Linked DNA regions of Mus musculus: all the other regions are linked to region 2. The links are chromatin contacts, called in public HiChIP or PLAC-seq maps. All regions are on one chromosome and are shown on one strand. Each heading gives the region's core, a stretch centred on a gene start, on an enhancer-like site or on the middle of the called end of the contact. The rest is flanking DNA. Distances are from core to core; before and after follow the strand shown.

Region 1 (2,929 bases), core at 163-2,662, 530 kb after region 2:
TTAACCAGGGATTACCTGGGATTTGATGAATCACATGTGTTTGAAAGGGCAGAGCTCAAAGTCCATCTGAGAAGTGGATACAAGGGACCCATTTTTGTCATTGTGGCCAGTGTCTGAGATGGCACCTGTGTGACTTGTTTTCTCTGTGCAGAAAAGGAGATTTAATCAGAACACCCCAGACAGGTTGCACTACTGGCTGGCATAAAGGCTGAAGAATATCCCCAAGTTCTCTGAAGGAAAGTCTTTAAAAATTCTTTCACTAGGAACTTTATGAATCTATATCATCTGCTTCACTGCTTTATGGTCTAATTAATGTTCTGGCATTTCCCATATATTTTATTAATGATTACTTATATATGTTACCAATAAATGGATAGGCAATGAAAGGTGTTCCACATTGAGTCATCTTAAGCATGAAGTAATAGAAAAACTTGTCACTCTCTCTCTGAATATATGCCAGGCACCAGAGTAAGCAGGTAACATAAGGTGACTCACACTATTCTCCCTAAAGGTGAGTGCCATCTGCATCTTATTCATAGTTTATGACATTGATCACCAAGAGATAAGTAACTCCTAGGTTTGGAAATTGTAGTTGCGGTATTGGGATTTGGAGCCAGGTAGTCTGACTCCAAAATATGAGCTATTAACCACTCTCCTACTTTTCCTCTCAAAGGAATTTATGGCTTAGTTAAAGTATGGGAGGTATTTTTATTTTCTCCAGAGTAAGTAAAGAAAGAAGGTTATCTTTAATGGAAGACACATACACACACACACACACATCACTATAGACAGCAGATGTAACTGACAAACCTAAAGATTTCCAAATCAGAATATACACAATTGACACACATGGTTTGCTGATACCTGTCTGACAAGGTACATAATAAAAGCTTATTAGAAATATGCCAATTTTTAAAAATTTACATTTTTGGTACATGACCTTCTGTAGATGGATTTAGAGAATCCTTATCTAGGTTTCTATGTGTTTTCATTCCATTGTTTGGTTATTTAGCATTAGTTTGTTGCTGAAATCTAACTCATCTGAAATGCTTCATTCAGACAGATAGTTTCCTGGCAGGTTGCAAATAGAAATGACTGCATCTAGGAAGACTTGTGTAGCTGTCCAGTGGCCATGGAGAACTGTGTCTACCTGAAAGGGGGGCTAGAAATGAAAAGGACAGGTGAGAGAGAAGGATGAAGGCAAGACACAGTTTCTGATCAAGGCTCAAAGTTTAATATTCAGTACTGATTTTATATAGGGAGAGCCCACAGACCCATCCTTTGTTTCAGCTGGATTGAGTTGCAAAGCAAGCTCAGCAGGTGGTCAGTTCCTCAAAGCTCCTGTAGGAAATTGCAAGTGCATGGAGGCCAACCAACCCCAGCTAAGTCATAAAACTATTGTGGGTTTGTTTAGACTACTCAAGGCTGGGGGAAGGGCACAAGCTAAGTTAGTTTCCTTCACATGGGAGTTAGCCTAGACATGTTAGAATGATGGCAAGCTTCAAGGGAAGGTATGACCGTGTTTTTAAGTTGTTTTAGGAAGTCTCTTTACCATGTTTGCAATCTACCACAATAGGGCTGCTGCAAAACTATATTTCAGTGCATGCAGAATACACTTCTTATCCAAATTCTAAAGCCTCTAAAAATATCATCTAATAATGGCATCTGGACTAAAGTCTAGAATTTACCAATCTACACTGGGCCCAGATTTGTGTGAGACTCTTGACTGTGGTTCTCTGAACTTACGCATTCTTCTCAGGAGACCTGGAACTTAGAAAGAAGTGTCTGAGACATGCAACACTCCATAATTCAGGGAAGGACATAGGCCATGATTTTCAGTAGTCTGTTATTCTGGTTTTTAAGAAAATATGCCCCAATCATAAGAAATACCCCTAGTTCTAATATCTAGGTACTGTTTTCTGCCAGATTTGTACTTATATGAAGTTGGAGATGCCAGTCTTCTTGCAATTCAAATAAAAGCAGGGACAGTAAAATAGATGGCTTACTAAGTAATACAAGTTCCTCTACACTTCATATGCTTTCTATGTGTTTAGTTATGGATACACTCAATTTCATAAGCACTTGTTTCTACTGTGGGACAACCACTGTAACTTCCCTGTCTCCCCATACTTTAAGTGTTTTGTCTGCATTTATGTCTATGTATTACATGAATGTCTGGCGCCTATGAAGATCAGAAGAGGGGGTCAGATATCCTGAGACTGGAGTTACTATGGTTGGAAGCTGCTGTATGGACCATGGGACTTGAACCTGGATCAGCTGGAAGAGCAGACTTAACTCTCTCTACTGCTCTTAACTACTGATTCATTTATCCAGTCACCACTCTATAAGCTTTGTCTTCTAGGTAAGAATGTCTGATAGTCAGTTCAGTAAGTCTTTCAGAGATCATATAAAATACCCAAGGGCCACATGCTTGTTGTAATGGAATTTGGGGACTGTTACTCTGAGAGCTTGTTACTGCTGCAAGACCTGAAATTAAGAAATGTATGGGGCTTGAGAGGCGGTCCAGTGGTTAAGAACACTTCTTGACCTTGCAGAGGATCTGGATTTCATTCCAAGCACCCACATAGTAGTTCACAACTATCTGAAAATCCAGCTTCAAGGAATTCAACACCCTCTTTTAACCTTCACAGAAACCAAGGAGATACATGGTATACATCCAGAAAAAAAAAATCATTCATATGCTTAAATCTAAAACCAAACAAACACCTTTTATTTATTTTTTTAATTAGGTATTTATTTCATTTACATTTCCAATGCTATCCCAAAAGTTCCCCCCCTCACTCCCCCACCCACCCACTCCCACTTCTTGGCCCTAGCATCCCCCTGTACTGAGGCATATAAAGTTTGCACTACCAATGGGCCTCTGTTTCCACTGATGGCCCACTAGGACATTTTCTGATTCATTTGC
Region 2 (2,989 bases), core at 390-2,889:
CATTTACAGGAAGCTCTGAGTAGACACTGATGACTACAAGAAGTTTAGTGTAACAGGACAGACCAGGTATGTTGGTTGGGACTCCCCCTCACGGGTATCCATGCCATCCAACCACTTTATCCTAAAGAGCTTTTGGAAAATGTGGATGCATACACCCAACCCGGCCTCTTTTCAACCTATTGGAAAGTTCTCTGGGCATCCCATCATAAAAGGCAGGTGAACGTCGAAGAAAAGCAGGAAGGGTCCCAGGGTGGCGGGAAAACAATACCTCCAGGTGTTACTAAGAACCTGCCCCCTACACACACACACCAACTCGCTCTTGCCTATCAATATCTTGTACACCTAAGAGCATGTCAGGCCCTGAGACAGATCCTGGGGACACTAGAGATTGGGGTCTTCCACCTCCTGCTTTTCCGGGACTCAAAGCCAAGTCAGAAACGGTGTGCCCATCCTTTTTACTAGCATCCTAAGCACACCGGGTACCAGCCACAGGTTTGGATAAGTTGTCCAGCATTGCTCACTAAAGCGTTCCCACGATGGTTCTCTCGCACATCAGGGCTCTTACCTTGGCCTTGACTACATCCAGGCAGAGGTACACTCCGAAAGAGCTGAACCGCGTGGTGCCACTGACGCCTACTAAGTGCAGTGGGTCCTGGTGGAGATCCCAGCTGGAGCTGTTCTAACCCGACCGACCGACGGTGCCAAGCACAGACTTCGGGACAGCCTTGGGCTCCAAATATCAATAGGAAAGGTCCGCCTTGCCGGGACTGAGCACTCTCCCTTCTTTCTCCTCCTCCGAGGCGGCTGCCGAGAGCTGCTCTACGCCAGAAGGACTCTTCCAAGCCCTGGGCGCCTCGCATGGGCAAGGGCCTGGGGGCCGCCCTGGGTTGGATCCGGGAAACCAGCGCCAGGAAGAAACGGGGAGCCGCAGCTCTGCCGGCTTCACCTTCCGCGCCCCTGACCGCTTAACCCCTTCAGGGCAGGGCCTGCCCGCAACCGGCCCGGCCAGGCAAGTACACCGGCAGCCCCAGCCACGGAGAAGAGGCGAGGCAGGAGGCAGGAGGCTGGAGGCAGCTCAGCCGGACCGAGAGACCAGCGTGGCGAACGAGCACTGGGACCGACCGTAGCTGCTTGCGGTGACCCTCCCCCCCACCCCCCGGGCCTGCGCCGCCCGCCCGCGGCTCCGCGAGAAGCGGGCGCTGAAGAGGGCCTCGCCCGGGCCTGGGGCGCGGGACCGGGGGCGCGGGGCCGGGATAGATGCTCCTTGGAAGGTCACGGCCGCCGGGGCGCCGCGAGCGGGACGCAGCCCGATGGGTGCGGGGAGCCCGGGCGGGCAGCCCCCGCCGCCACCTTGGAGACGCGCCGGCTTCCCGGAGCGCTCAGGTTTGGAGCCGCTCGTCCGCTGCAGACGCTGTGGGCAGCCTGGAGCCGCGAACGGACAGGCGCGCGATCCCCGCTTCCCGCGCGGGGCCGGGAGAGAATCGCTGTGCGGGGACCGGCGTGGGAGCGCGCTGGCGGGCGCTGGTGTTGGAGCTCCAGGCTAGTCCAGCCGCCGCCGCGTGCTTAGAGCGTCGGGCTCGTTCGGCAGCTGCAGTGACTGTGTGTCTGTGTCATGTCTGTGCAGCTGGGGGGCGAGGGGGAAGGACCGCGATCCTGGGCTGGGTTCCGAGCGGGGGCGGGACCGGAGCCCGCCTCGGGGCCACGCCTCCTCCCCGTGATCGCATGGACAGCCAATGGGTAGCGCCAGGAATGTGCGTCTCTAGTGCCCGCCCTGCCTAGGCTACGCCTACGACCAAGCGCCTCCCTCCGCTCCTTGGTTCATTGGAACGCAGGCGGATGAAACACCCGGAGCCCGGAGCCCGGGCCGGGTCTCGGGAAAAGGGTGCTAGCTGGAGCTCCCCGCCCTTCTTTCCCGGACTCCGGCTACCCCAGATTTGGATGAAAGAGAGTGAAGAGAGGCGGGTTGAGTTCGCAATTGTTGCTTCCGGTTTGCGAGCAGGGTGGGTCACCGTGCCACTCCTTTTACAAAATAACGGTTTGGGGGGAAGTAGGAAGTTTACCCTGCTTTTCCTTCGGTTGGGAACGCGGCTCTCCCCTAGGTTGACCGGTCATGGGGCAGCCAGAGCTGTGAAGAGGCCCGATTTGAGCGGTTTGACATCATCTTGCTTGGATTCTGGATCCAAGAATCCTGTGCAAGACTCTGGTCCCCCTCACCAGAGGAAACTACATTTTTGTGTCCATATATACACGCATAGATGCACCTCCTTTCTAATTTTACTCTTGCTCAGAGCCCCGCTTTCAACGTCCACTAAAGGGACATCTAAGCCTCCGGATGTTGATGAGGAAGGTGAGGATGCGGAGAGTCCGCCCGGACTGCGGAAGGAGCGGAAAGATTTGGTTATAGTAAAGGGGATGGGATGTCCCTTGGGAGAATACCCTCCCTTGAGGCTGAAGCAGAGCCTGGGTGAGAAAGAGGACCAGAGCGGACGGTCTACTCCCACTGGAAGACGGAGCTCCGAAACTGCGATCCAGCTTCCGGGTTTTTTCCTCAACTAGGTCCCTTGGCTTCTGGGGGCCCCTTCCCCCAGAGTCCCCACCTCCCCCAATCCGTAGGAGCCACTGAATCTCTGTCTTCCCCTGCGCTTATCTCCTCCGGCAGCCCACCCACTGTCTTTTAATGGCTGGGGAGGATGGAGAGAGGTGGGATGCCTTAGAAAGGGCTTCCTATCTCGGGACTCTGAGCTGACTATCTTACCCGAGGTGGAGCATCACTCTAATCTCGCATTCGAAGATCCAGCTCCTCTCTGATCCCATCCCTCATCCCCAGCTCTGGCCTTGATACCTACACCCTTGGACCGTCCTTTGACCTGCTCGACACTCTCGGCTTCCCTGCGTTCTCTAGAAGCCAGGACCCCTTTTACCACCAGCAGGGGCTCTCCCTCAGTTCCCAGCGCTGTTTACCTAATCAGTAGGAGCCTAAGTCTTGGAG
Region 3 (2,861 bases), core at 115-2,614, 520 kb before region 2:
AGGGGTTGGCTGCTTCTGTCTATTGGTTGGGTGCAAATATCGGCATCTGACCCTTTCAGCTGCTTGTTGGGTCTTTTGGAGAGCAGTCATGGTGAGTGCTCCACAGCTTCAGTAATAGTGTCAGGCCTTGGGACTTCCCCCTTGAGCTTGGGATCCAGCTCAATGCATCCAGCTGATTGAATTATTACCGGTTGTCAAAATTCTAGCATCTAGAAACAATCCTAGGTCAGAGGTTGCAAATGGTGAGCAGGTGAGAGGGGGGCTAATCTAGCCTGGGGATATAGTGTGACTCCATAGCATTTAAAACTCATTTTAAATTATTTGTTCATTTTTAAGCAAGATTTTAATTTTATGTCTATGAGTGTTCTGACTATATATATGCATGTACATCACACATGTGCTTGGTGTTCAGAGAGTGCCAGCCCTCTGTGAACATCCATGTGTTACAAGGAACTGTACCTGAGTCTTCTGTAAGAACAATGAGTTCTTTTAACTGCTGAGCCATCTCGCCAGCTCCCAATTATTTAATAATACTAAAACATTAAAATACATAAAGATTCAGATTCTTTGCAAAAATATAAATTGCAATTCTGCCACAACGGCAACATGACTCCACACCTGGAGAGATGGTGCTTCCTTAGACAGATCTATGAACTCTCTTAAATAGTACTTTTCAGACAGGGTCTGTAAAGACAATTTGAGGGGAAACCTGCAATATTTCAAAATCCCTGATGAGATTCATATGGTGAACTTGAACTAAGCAAAATAACTTGTGGTGTTACCGTGTGTTACATGTTGCTTAGCACTGAGTATGGTCTCCATCAGCAATTTTAAGTCAGTAACACATAAAGAGGAAACATAAATACAATTTCCTTGTGTGCCATGTAAAACATGCTGCCCATAAGGCAAGGGCAGCTGAGGCAAGGGTCAGGCCTGTTTACTTTAAATTCTTTGCAGTGAAGACCCCTTAGGTGCTTCTGAGGAAAATCACAGAAGGTGAAGGGTGGGTAGGGTACAATCCTCTCTTCTCAGTCTAAGTTGAGGCTGCTCCTAACTGCTTACTTATTCATCTAGTAAGTAGGCTAGCATCTTGCTGACTGCTAAGCTTTCCAAGCTACGAGGGATGATGCAGAGCTGAGGATTTAGTCTGACCACATTGGAGGGGGGGGGGTGCGGGGCTTGTTCTACAGACTGGGATATTGTCACCTAGTTGGAGCTGGACCTGGAGGAAAAAAATCAGTGAATGGAGTCTGGCAGTCAGGAACTCATTCACAGGGTGTTATGTCACAGTTCTACCCACTTGTATGGTGGAGCTTATATTGCTGATGGGGCCACTTACCCTTTGGCTCTCTGACAGCTGATGAGGATCTTCCGTGTTTACCAGGAAGGAAATGATGTCATACTATGTTACACAACACTTTGTAATGACACTCTATTGAGGTTGAATACAAAGTGTAGGATACCCTCTCTTGCTACAGAGAGAGAGGGTGGAGGGAGGGAGAGACAGACCGGGGGTGGGGGTGGGGGTGGGGGTGGGGACAGGGACGGAGATGGGGACAGAGATCTTGGGAGTTCATATACAGCCTGTCTGGGATCAGAAACCCCAGAGTAGTTGGGCAAGGTAGGAGCCTGTCAGACACTCCTCAACTCCTATGATTGTCATCTGTCTGGACTCAAGCCTGTCATTTTGTCTCTCCAAGCCTTACTGGCCCATGGTGTAGCATAAGGCAGCCCCACAAGCGGTTGAGACTTAGTTTGTGCATCCTAAAAAGACAAGATATATGAACCATCTTTAGGGATATGTGGATCCTGGAAGGCACTATCTTAGACACAGGGGAAATCCATGCTGATAAGGGACAATTGGAAAAGGACCATGGTGATGATGTTGGACCATGTGACTTTATATTTCTCCCATGTACAATTTTGAGTCATGTGAATTCTGCAATACATTTCAATTCATACTATTTATATTAATTGAACCACCCGGGCTTAAAGGAGTGTACTGCTTTCTGCTCTGCTATGTGAAGAAAGGTGGAGAAGGATACTGGATATTCCTATGGTTCTGTGGTTGGGTTTTCTGTGGTTAGGTGTTCTGTAGTTGGGTGTCCTGTGTTATGACTCCCCACTTCCTCCCACACTAGTTATATAAGATAGGCCAGCATCTTTCAGTCTTGTTCTGCAGTTTCTTGTTTGTATAATGAAGACATCAATGTTGCCCATAGCAGGGGTTTGTGAGAGGAGGAAACAAAATGAAATCTTACCTGTCCATCATTTTCTGGCATATGCTTAAGTGCTTCAATACATGTTAAGCATCACTATTATTTAGGTTTGTTTTAAGGAACAGGCAATGGGCTTTTGAGAATGATGATAGGAAGCCTGTCTACTGCAAAGTTGGAAAAGAGGCAGAAATTTTAAGCAAGAGAGATGTTTCAAGAGCAAATAATGTCACTATGGAAATTGGGTCTAGTCTGTGCATGGGATAATAGAGCTTAGTACACACATTCCAAACTTGTAGGTAGTGGCCATCACTGGACAGGTCCCTGTCCCCTTTTGGGTTGTAGTTGTCCTACCTATAAAAGGTAAGTGGCAGACTAGACAATGGTCCTGAGGGCCTTGAGGTTCCAGCTTTTCCTGAACCTGTGTGGCCACCAGTCTGAAGAGAGGACAGAACAGCAAGGTCCCCTGGGTTCCTTACCTGAGGTACTCATAGAGCCCATACATAGGCAGGAAGTCAATGTCAGATAAGAACATGTAGGGTGTGCTGATGTGCTTCATAGCCACGTTTCGCAGAAGATTGACAGGATAGAACTGACCCTCCTTGTACACGATGTGGTAGCCCACGTTCTGCCGGCTCATGAGCA

What was found. HiChIP or PLAC-seq counts read pairs in DNA pulled down with a chosen protein or histone mark.
Region 1: a CTCF HiChIP or PLAC-seq map of stem cell-derived epiblast-like cells shows a contact between it and region 2, with 5 times the contacts expected there. The contact joins the enhancer-like site here to the promoter of Large1 in region 2. A contact is called at or near these places in 6 of 39 promoter capture datasets (embryonic stem cells, frontonasal cranial neural crest, hippocampal neurons and 2 more), 1 of 15 datasets of contacts at CTCF or cohesin (stem cell-derived epiblast-like cells), 1 of 484 Hi-C or Micro-C datasets (reprogramming fibroblasts) and 6 of 115 datasets of contacts at active chromatin or transcription factors (embryonic forebrain, embryonic stem cells and stem cell-derived neural progenitor cells).
Region 3: a contact with region 2 is called in an H3K4me3 HiChIP or PLAC-seq map of bone marrow-derived macrophages, with 7 times the contacts expected there. The contact joins the enhancer-like site here to the promoter of Large1 in region 2. A contact is called at or near these places in 6 of 39 promoter capture datasets (the 3T3-L1 cell line, embryonic stem cells, hippocampal neurons and 1 more) and 12 of 115 datasets of contacts at active chromatin or transcription factors (bone marrow-derived macrophages, embryonic forebrain, embryonic stem cells and 4 more).

The regions. Positions count from the first base shown.
Region 1 is chr8:73,880,444-73,883,372 of GRCm38.p6, forward strand. No RefSeq gene overlaps it. Among named protein-coding and RNA genes, the nearest start is that of Large1, 530 kb to the left of the region's middle. Within about 2 kb of position 1,413, at least 2 of the 459 cell types and tissues checked have an H3K27ac peak or open chromatin away from gene starts, as enhancers often do. A contact at or near this core is called in stem cell-derived epiblast-like cells, where this site is marked.
Region 2 is chr8:73,351,901-73,354,889 of GRCm38.p6, forward strand. Large1 (LARGE xylosyl- and glucuronyltransferase 1) reads right to left here and starts at 1,640. Exons shown (of 15, transcript NM_010687.2): 1 at 566-1,640.
Region 3 is chr8:72,834,712-72,837,572 of GRCm38.p6, forward strand. It overlaps Large1 (LARGE xylosyl- and glucuronyltransferase 1), which reads right to left. Exons shown (of 15, transcript NM_010687.2): 12 at 2,696-2,861. Among named protein-coding and RNA genes, the nearest start is that of Gm39198, 50 kb to the left of the region's middle. Within about 2 kb of position 1,365, at least 12 of the 459 cell types and tissues checked have an H3K27ac peak or open chromatin away from gene starts, as enhancers often do. A contact at or near this core is called in bone marrow-derived macrophages, where this site is marked.